3 separate regions of the Sus scrofa genome follow, and regions 2 and 3 are each linked to region 1. A link is a contact called in public HiChIP or PLAC-seq data. All regions are on one chromosome and are shown on one strand. Each heading gives the region's core, a stretch centred on a gene start, on an enhancer-like site or on the middle of the called end of the contact. The rest is flanking DNA. Distances are from core to core; before and after follow the strand shown. Region 1 holds the start of BLVRA (biliverdin reductase A). Region 2 holds the start of PPIA (peptidylprolyl isomerase A). Region 3 holds the start of PSMA2 (proteasome subunit alpha type-2).

Evidence for each region. HiChIP or PLAC-seq counts read pairs in DNA pulled down with a chosen protein or histone mark.
Region 2: a contact with region 1 is called in an H3K27ac HiChIP or PLAC-seq map of alveolar macrophages. The contact joins the promoter of PPIA here to the promoter of BLVRA in region 1. A contact is called at or near these places in 2 of 5 promoter capture datasets (fetal liver and liver) and 1 of 2 datasets of contacts at active chromatin or transcription factors (alveolar macrophages).
Region 3: a contact with region 1 is called in an H3K27ac HiChIP or PLAC-seq map of alveolar macrophages. The contact joins the promoter of PSMA2 here to the promoter of BLVRA in region 1. A contact is called at or near these places in 2 of 5 promoter capture datasets (fetal liver and liver), 1 of 47 Hi-C or Micro-C datasets (liver) and 1 of 2 datasets of contacts at active chromatin or transcription factors (alveolar macrophages).

What each region holds. Positions count from the first base shown.
Region 1 is chr18:51,184,151-51,187,183 of Sscrofa11.1, forward strand. It overlaps BLVRA (biliverdin reductase A), which reads right to left and starts at 1,343. Exons shown (of 8, transcript XM_003134889.4): 1 at 1,183-1,343.
Region 2 is chr18:50,565,023-50,568,076 of Sscrofa11.1, forward strand. PPIA (peptidylprolyl isomerase A) reads right to left here and starts at 1,795. Exons shown (of 5, transcript NM_214353.1): 1 at 1,723-1,795. The coding sequence starts at 1,791.
Region 3 is chr18:51,908,089-51,910,821 of Sscrofa11.1, forward strand. It overlaps PSMA2 (proteasome subunit alpha type-2), which reads left to right and starts at 1,311. Exons shown (of 8, transcript XM_003360207.5): 1 at 1,311-1,441. The coding sequence starts at 1,401. It overlaps MRPL32 (39S ribosomal protein L32, mitochondrial), which reads right to left and starts at 1,203. Exons shown (of 3, transcript XM_021079164.1): 1 at 1,035-1,203. The coding sequence starts at 1,164.

The DNA of each region.
Region 1 (3,033 bases), core at 93-2,592:
GCGTATCTACATATTTTAAATTTTTTCCATAAAGGCTGGTTAACATTTAGAAAATTATTCAAAACCCTTAAAAAAAAAAAAAAGCTATAAATGATGCCATATCCACTGGCTCCGTCCCTGCCAGCCCCAATTCCTCAACTGAACAGTCTTTTACATGGCAATACATCAGGGTGCTCTAATCATGAAATACAGAAAATTGCCCTTATAGCTAATCTCAAGAAATGGCTCTGCTTCTTCAAGTCCATTAATATTTGAAGAATGAATGAATGAACGAATCTACTCTGCTTTCAAATGACAAGAACTAAGCAACCGACCAAGACTACTTTCACAGAGACAAATCTGAGACTCAAGCCCAAAAACAACACAGGTCTGCATTGTCCTGTAAGACACACTGGCTACTTAAATGTAAATTAATTAAATACGGAGCATCTCCATTTTCACAGAAAGATCCCACTTTACTCCCCCCACCACTTCTCTCCTGCTTTACGTGATCTCTGCACCCAATATGTGGTTATATATATATTTATATGATTTCTTACTCTTCTACGTGATTTTGCTGCCAACTGTCTTTGCAGAACAATTCAGGGTATCAGTACTTAGAAATACCTCTCTGTCTAGATTATCCTGTTGCTGGGGGCAGCTCAACCTTCGTTTTTTCAGAGTGCACGTAATTCATGTAACCCTCACAACAAATGAAATTCGTAACATTTTCCAGTTTCCAAAGAGGACAGTGCAGCCAGGAGAGATTAAGTGACCCGTGCAGGGTTTGTACCGAGGGCCAGAACCCCAGCCTGCGCGGTCCTCCGATTCCCCGCCGGGCCGAACCCTCATCCGGGCTGGAGATGCCGGGGCAGCGCCGCGAGACTTCGCCGCACCACGCGTAGCACCCACCCAAAACCATAACCACTTTACGAGTGAAATACAGATGCAATGTTTTGAACAGTCGGTCTTTGCCACTTGAGAAAGGCCTTCTCTGGGAGAGCACCTCGCGATCCCCGGCCGGCCAAGCCTCTCGATCGTCCGTTCAGGCGACGGGCCCGGGCGGGGCGAGGTGGACGGCGCCGAAAGCTCGGGCAGGACAGCGGATCGGGCACCGGGTCCCCGGCTGGCAGCGGTTTTCACGCTTCGGCCTGAGGGTTTTAGCAAAGCTCTACGCGACCCCGATCCCCCGCGCGCCCTTACCTGCCGCTGAGCACAAAGCTTGAGCTCGCCGGGCAGTCTCCGCGCTCGGCGCCACCACCGCGCAGAGAACAGGCCGGAGCGCAGCCGGGATTGGCCGCTGGGCGGGAGGACTCGGGGGAGCGCGGGGTCGGGGAGCCAGAGGGAGGGGCGAGGGGAGGGGCGAGGGGAGGGGCGGGGGAGAGGGGAGGGGGGAGGGGGAGGCGGGGCCGTGAGGGGCGGGGTCCCGCCTCAAGCCTCCTCCTGGGAGGGCGTGGCCCCAGCACCTTCTGGCGCAATGGGACTCGAAGGGCTGGCTGGGACCTTCTCCCCGCTCGGGTATCCCGCCCAGCTCGTGCCCTGTCGCTGCGCTCTGCTCCGCCGGGCGAGTGGGCCCAGGGCTCTCGTCCACAGGGGAGAGGGAGCCCTGGACCCAAGTTCGGGGCCTTCAGCAGCCTCGCAGGCCAGTCATGGTGTGCTCTGTCCTCTTAGTGGTGGGCATAGCAGCCCCTTGCTCCGCTCTACTCCTGCCCCATGGAACCCACTAGATCCTTTCTGGGTTAGGAGCCCCAGTGCCCCGGAAAACAGGCAGCGAAGGGCTCTGTGTGTGTGTGTGTGTGAAAATACACATAAAACTTCCATCTTAACCTTTTTTTTTTTTTTTTTTTGTCTTTTGTCTTTTTAGGGTGGCACCTGCAGCATGTGGAGGTTCCCAGGCTAGGGGTCAAATCGGAGCTGTAGCCGCCAGCCTACGCCACAGCAGCGCTGGGTCCGAGCCATGTCTGCAACCTACACCACCCCACAGGCAATTCCAGATCCTTAACCCACTGAGCGAGGCCAGGGATGGAACCTGCGTCCTCCTGGATGCTAGTCGGGTTCTCCTTAACCACTGAGCCATGATGGGAACTCCCATCTTAACCATTTTTAAGTGTATAGTTCAGCGGCATTAAATACGTTCACATTGTGCAAAACCCACCACTATCCATCCCCACAAGCGCTTTTATCTCGTTACCAAATATAAGTTCGTGTTCCTGGTGCACAGTGAGGTCAAACAAACGGAAAGATCAGAGTTTCCAGCAGAGGAAGGTTTATTGCAGGGCCATGCAAGGAGACTGGTGCTCCCAAACTCCCTAACTCTTTGCGGGGCTTCAGCAAAGCACTTTTTTGGGGGGAGGGGGGTGTCTTTTTTGCCATTTCTTTGGCCGCTCCTGCAGCATATGGAGGTTCCCAGGCTAGGGGTCCAATCAGACAGTAGCCTCCGGCCTACACCACAGCCACAGCAACGCGGGATCCGAACCACGTCTGCAACCTACACCAGAGCTCACGGGCAACGCCAGATCCTTAACCCACTGAGCAAGGCCACGGATCGAACCGGCAACCTCATGGTTCCTAGTCGGATTCATTAACCACTGCGCCACGACGGGAACTCCCTCAGCAAAGCACTTTTAAACGCAAGGTGAGGGAGCATGGTTAGTTTCAAACTTCTTGGTGAGGGACACTTCCTATGGCTGTCCACTGTAGGTGGCTCACCAAGTTCCTATAAACCTCCTCCAAGACTCTGTTGTTAGTCTCTGTTCCGCAACTTTTTAATCTCTATATGAATGGGTTCTTCAAGTTCAGAGCCCCCAGAATAGGCTATCCTGAATATTTCAAGCCATAGGTAACATCCTTTTTACAAAAGCTGCTGAGCCAGCATGACTAAGCACAGGCACAAAGCACAAAGGTAAAGGGAACAGAGTTGAGGTAGAGCTATGTTCTTTCTGTTAGGGGGTAAGTGTATACAATGAAACACAAAGCTGCAAGACAAGAATAGCTGGAGAAACCCTTAAATTGTAACAATAGAACTTGTATCTTCCCTGTTTCTTACTCTATCAG
Region 2 (3,054 bases), core at 545-3,044, 620 kb before region 1:
ATACAGCTTCTCAAATGTACATCACCTCCCCCAACTTCAGTTTGAACCTAAGTACAAGATTTTCGGGAACAGCAAGTACTCTTGCATGATCAGGGAATTTAGTCACTGGTAATGAAAATGCTACTACCTCCAATCTGTTAACATAGCTTTATGGATTGGATGAGCAGTCACTTCTTGGTTTCCAGGTCCCTTACCTAGTAGTGGGGTAAAAAATAAAGATTGATTTCTAGTACAACTGCTTCCTTTCCTGCATATATAAAACATTCTGGCTAAAAAAGCTTAAATACCAGAGAAAGCATTTATAAGCCCTTTCATAAAGACAAAGTATTTTACTGACTATTCCAGAGATGTGTGACTAAACCACCTATTGAGATCCCTGAATATTTTTAGGACGACCTTCTAAGTGTGAGTGAAGTAAATGGTCTCAAGTGCCGACGTTCCTCAAACCCTTGTGCTGCCCTGACTTTAAGACCCCTCCTGATGTTCAAGTCGCTACCGGCAGTTCCACCTCCATTCTCACCAGAACCCACGCCAGAGCTCCTATCGCATTTCCCTTAGCGCTCTGGCTCACCTGAGACAAGCCACAAAGCCTCAGGCTCGGGCCGAGTTTCCACGTGGCCTCTGGTCAACTATCAGCTGACCGGATAAAGCGGGGTGTGCTCGATTGGACGTATTTCTCCACGGAGTATTTATCTCAGGGCAAGTTTCCACGTGGGCCCTATCAATTCTTAGCCTTGACTACAGTAAGAGGGAGGGACAGATTGACTAGGACGCAACGTTTTCTCCAGGAAGAGTTTAGGGGTTGACAAGATAGGAAACCCCCTGCATGGGGTGGCGGTGGGGGATACATCTGTTCTCGGAGTAAGATCCTCATCATTGGCGGCTTTTTGAAAAGTGGTCCCAGGGATGGAATCTCTGACGGCTCCACCCCAAGGCCTACCACGTTAACTCCAACAGAACAGCATTTACCGACTCGTGAGCACATCGACTTGGCTGCCATCCCGTGACTACACACGAGAACTCCCAGCATCGGGGAGGCCTACCGAGCAGCCAGTCTCGACTAGCCCTGCGTGGGGACAGCCGGGAGTGGCCGGGCGCCTCCCACCCACCGTCACCGCAGCGGAAGGCGGGCCCCGGCGCCAGCGGAGGGAAGGCGGCCTGCACATTTCCGTTCGGGGTGGGGGCGGGGAGGGCGCGTGGGCCCTTCTCCGACACCCACCTCGCGATCTTACGACAGCGGGGAAGCCCTCCACTCGGCTGACCCCGCCAGCCCTAATGAGCAGCCGCTCCTCCGGGGTCACGGGAGGGCGGGCCGCCACCACCGGCCCCGGCGCGGGAACGGCAGCCTTCTGTTGCGGCTGCCGCGTCGGCGCGAGGCGACCGGCCTCCGAGCCCTCGAGGGCCGCCCCAGGAGGGTCGCAGCTGCCTGGGGCCGGGACCCGCCTTCCGTTTGGGGCGTTGCTGACCCTCGGGGGCCCGCGGACCCGCGCGGCGGCCAACTGCTCGCGGCCCGAGCACGTGCGCGGCCGGAAGGGCGCGGCCGCCCCTCCCCCGCCCGCCCCGCCTTTGTCTGCCCGCCGCCCCCGGCCTCCCAAAATGGCCCCTCGTCAGGAAATGGCGACGCGCCGCCCGCGTTCCTCAAGCGGGGTGCCAGCACCCGGACCCCCGGTCGCCCCCCACCCCCCGCCGGGGCCCACCAGGCGCACTGCCGCCCGCCCCAACCTCGAAGGAGACGCGGCCCAAGGGCTCGCCATCGACGGCGATGTCGAAGAAGACGGTGGGGTTAACCATGGCTGAGCAGCACTGAGAGATCCGGGGCGGCGGCGTCTGCAAGGCAGCACGAGCCCCGCCGCCGGCTCTTTTATAGCCGGTCTGGGCCCCGCCCACGGCCGGTCGCGTGCCTTGTCGCTGGCCAATCGTGACCCAGGTCTAGTCGGAGTGATGGCGCGGCTGGCCTATGGGTGAAGATGGCGCCGGAGAGGCGGGACGGGAGACGCGCGTGCGCGCTGGAGGATGCAGGCAGGTTCCCGCCCGCGGGCTCCTTCTCCGCGCTGCGGCGTGGGGTCTGGTGCCAGCGACCGGAATGGACACCCGGACAGGGCGTGGTGAGCGCCATGGAGAGTCGGTGGGCACCTGAGGGGGGCGCATACCCCCGGCCCGGCGGACAAGACCTCACCCCATTGCTCAGAGGGGGTAACTGAGGCGAACGCAGGCCTCAAGGTCGCGCTATCGGCCAAGGTCGCTCGGGGTCCAGGGCCCGCGCCTCTCTGGGAGGCCAGGTGGCTTTGGGCATCGGGCATCACCTTTTTCTTACTGCAGTTGAGGATGAGGGGCAGCCGTCGCCCCCCCCCCCAGTCTAAGAGATTATGAAATGCTTCCAAAATGCCCTACTTTCCGAAAATACCCTGCACACTCTGAATTTTCTCCAGGAGGAAGACGTTAAAGCACGAGCCTGGCGGACTCTTAACCTATAAAGACATGCTGCACACTTTTGCCGTCTTTTTAAAACTTTTAAAATCTCTGCCCCACACCCTCTTTCAAAAGCAGAATTTTGCTCTGCCTTCTGGGTGAAAGACAAAGCAACCATTTAAAAGTGAATTCCCTTAGGCTAATAAATTAATGATAGTTTTATTGCTAGTACTAAGTGCCCTTATGTGACCCTAGTCATTTGTTCAGAAAACCTTGAAAAGAAAATTTATGTATCCTCTGACACTTGGTCGAAGTATTCAGAATGTTATTTAGTATCTGTAAAACTCAGGTTCTTCGGGGGATGGAAATCCTGTGAAATTGGATTGTTATGATCGTTACACAACTACAGATGTGATAAATTCATTTCAGTAATAAAAAAAACAAAAAACCTCAGGTTCTTCATCTGCAAAACCAGGATAGGGTTGTGAGAAGCAAATCAGAGGTTGGTGGGTTTGTTTTTGTTTTTTAGGTTTTTTTTTTTTTTTTTGCTTTTTAGGGCTGCTCCCGCAGCATGTGGAGGTTCCCAGGCTAGGGATCTAATCCGAGCTACAGCTGCTGGCTTTCACCACAGCCACAGCAACGCCA
Region 3 (2,733 bases), core at 61-2,560, 720 kb after region 1:
CTAAATTGTTTATAAAACCAAAGAGATTCCTTCACCCTCTCCTGGCTAAATTCTTCAGACCTAAAATACTTCTTGATCTTAGAAACTTTTAAAAGTATACAAAGATGTCTAACACTTAACAACTGGTATTCCTTTTCAGTTTATCTAAAAGTATTGCTAAGCCCAGACAAGTGGTTAAGAGCACAGGCTCTGGACGGCCTGTGTCACTTTGGTTCCCTTCTGAGCCTACATCTGTAGAAAAGTGCAGACACCTAATGGGACAGTTGTGGAGATTTATCCCAGGAAGCACATATAAATTTTGACATACTACCTGGGTATTATCACTTCCATGTTCTGGATACCTTCAAAATCGAGGAGAATGTAAATGTGGAATCAATGACATCCAAGATGCTTCCATTTAAAAGTAGTTTCTGTTGGGAGTTCCCGTCTTGGGGCTGCAGACATGAATCCGACTAATATCCATGAGGATGTGGGTTCAATCCCTGGCCTCGCTCAGTGGGTCAAAATCCAGCACTGCAGTGAGCTGTGGTGTAGGTCCCAGATGCGGCTGGGATCCAGCATTGCTGTGGCTGTGGCGCAGGCCCGAAGCGGTAGCTCCGATTTGACCCCTAGCCTGGGAACTTCCGTACGCCTGGGGCTGAGGCCCTAAAAAGCAAAACTTAGTTGCCATGGGAAACAGAGGATCAGGATTCAACTGCACAGAGCTCAAACACCGGAAGGCAAATTGCTTTAGGAAGTGGAACGAAAGGAAAGACAAGAGGATCGAAACAGCAGCTCGGCGTGGTGCCAAGCTAATGCCCTTCAGCCCCTAGGCACGAATGGGACAAGTGCAGGGCCTTTTTCCTTTTTTGCAGGGGACTGGGGAGCAAAAATTGCTGTCTCTTGCTTCTAAGTAAATGAAGGTCCAGGACAATGTCCTCTACGCTCTGCGGGAGATCAGACCGCGGGAGGAGGGCAGAGCAGGAGCGGGGTCCACAACCATGCCTGGGGTCCCCGGGCCCAAACCGCTCTCCACGGAGGTTTTCTTTACCTACCCCAAGGATGAAGGGGAAGGCCTAGCCGGTTGTGCTGAAGCTTCCGTTGCAGTTGTTCCCACCAATTCCGGAGAAGTCCCCGGGCTGCGGGCCACGGCGGAACCACCAGCACCAGCATGGCGGACGCCATGTTGCTCGCCCAAAAACCACGCCCATCGGGCCGGGGGCCCACCCCTACCTCGAGCATGCGCACAGATCAGAGTCGGCCAACGTCTCGTTTAGAACTACAATGCCCAGCATGCCTCTGGAGCGGCTCTGATTCTTCTCCAATCAGAGAGAGAGAAAGGAAGGCGCGGGGAGGGGAAATGAGAAGAAACGGGCTTCAGTGCGCATGTGTGCGGCTGTGCCTTGGATCTTCGGGTAAAGATGGCGGAGCGTGGTTACAGCTTTTCGCTGACTACATTCAGGTAGGGAAGGGGTCTCCGAGGTCCTCCATGTAGCTGAGGTTGCAGGAGCTCAGCCGACCCGGTTTTTCCCATCCTGGTCTCTGGCCTGGTGCTTTCAGAAGGCCCAGGAGGGCTTGGGGGTGGAAATGCGACTTTGCAAAGTCATTTGCGGGGCCCTCCCGCGGCCTGGGGAGCATTGGTGTCGGGGGGCTGTGGGGACGCGAGTCCGGGGATCCCGGGCGACCTTGGCGCTGCGGGAGGTGGAGGCCCTCACCGAGGTGTTTTCTTTGGCTTTGGGCACTAGAAAAGGCAGCTTTGGGTTCGCTGTCTCTGAGTGTCCCGTTCAGAACTCACAGTTTTGGTTTTTTTTACCCAAGTAGGCCTGATTTCGGGAGCTTCCGGAGCGCGGAATCTTGGTCAAATCTATGGGGTTCCTTTTCTCGGAAAGGCCAACTTTCCAGTTTGGTCCGAGTCTTAGACTGCATTTGGCATTAATGTCTTTCGAAAGCTCTTCCCGCTTTCGGTTTCCTTGGTGCTCCCACCGGAAGTTTAAGGACTGAAAATGAAAGCGGTAATCTTTCTGCCCCCTGGTTTGAGGACTCCAAACTCCTCGGCTGCATTTGCGCTTTTTGGCTGTTGTATTGGGAGGGGGATTTTTTGTTTGTTTGTAGAAAGGTTGTAGGCCTTTTTTAGAGTAAATATATAAGTATATTTTTCAAAATAAATTTGAAATGAATTGTCATCATTTCCAGTGTAAGAAAATCATCATTGAAAGATTTAATAATCGAGCGGGGGAATGGTTCAGTTTGATCATTTTCCTATAGATCAGTGATGCCTCGTTTAACATATATTCTTATTTTGACTGCTGAAAGCAGGCGAGGTCTAACTTGTTGAGTACTTTATGTGGGTGCAGCTTACTGCATCTCTTTCTGCCTCCATGTGTGGTAAATGTTATCGCAGCGCTTTACAGATGAGCTAATTACCACCGCTCAGACCAATTAAATAACTCGTCCAGTGGTCATAGATGAATAGCTGAGTTAACGTTCCAGCCGAGTTTTTTTCTGACGACAAAATTAATACTTTACATTATTGTATGATGTCTTCTTAAAATACTGAAACACCTTCTTTTTAATAAAAGATCTTATCATATACAGAGATAGAAAACAGTATTTGCCAAGTAGTCACTGTTCATATTCATGAGCAGAACAAACCTGGACTTTTATCTGTAACGAAGAGTGATCCTAGGGGAGCTGAAACATAAAACAGCCGTTCGTTATCAGGGGCTGAATCTTTCTATGATAAGTTTCTTTATT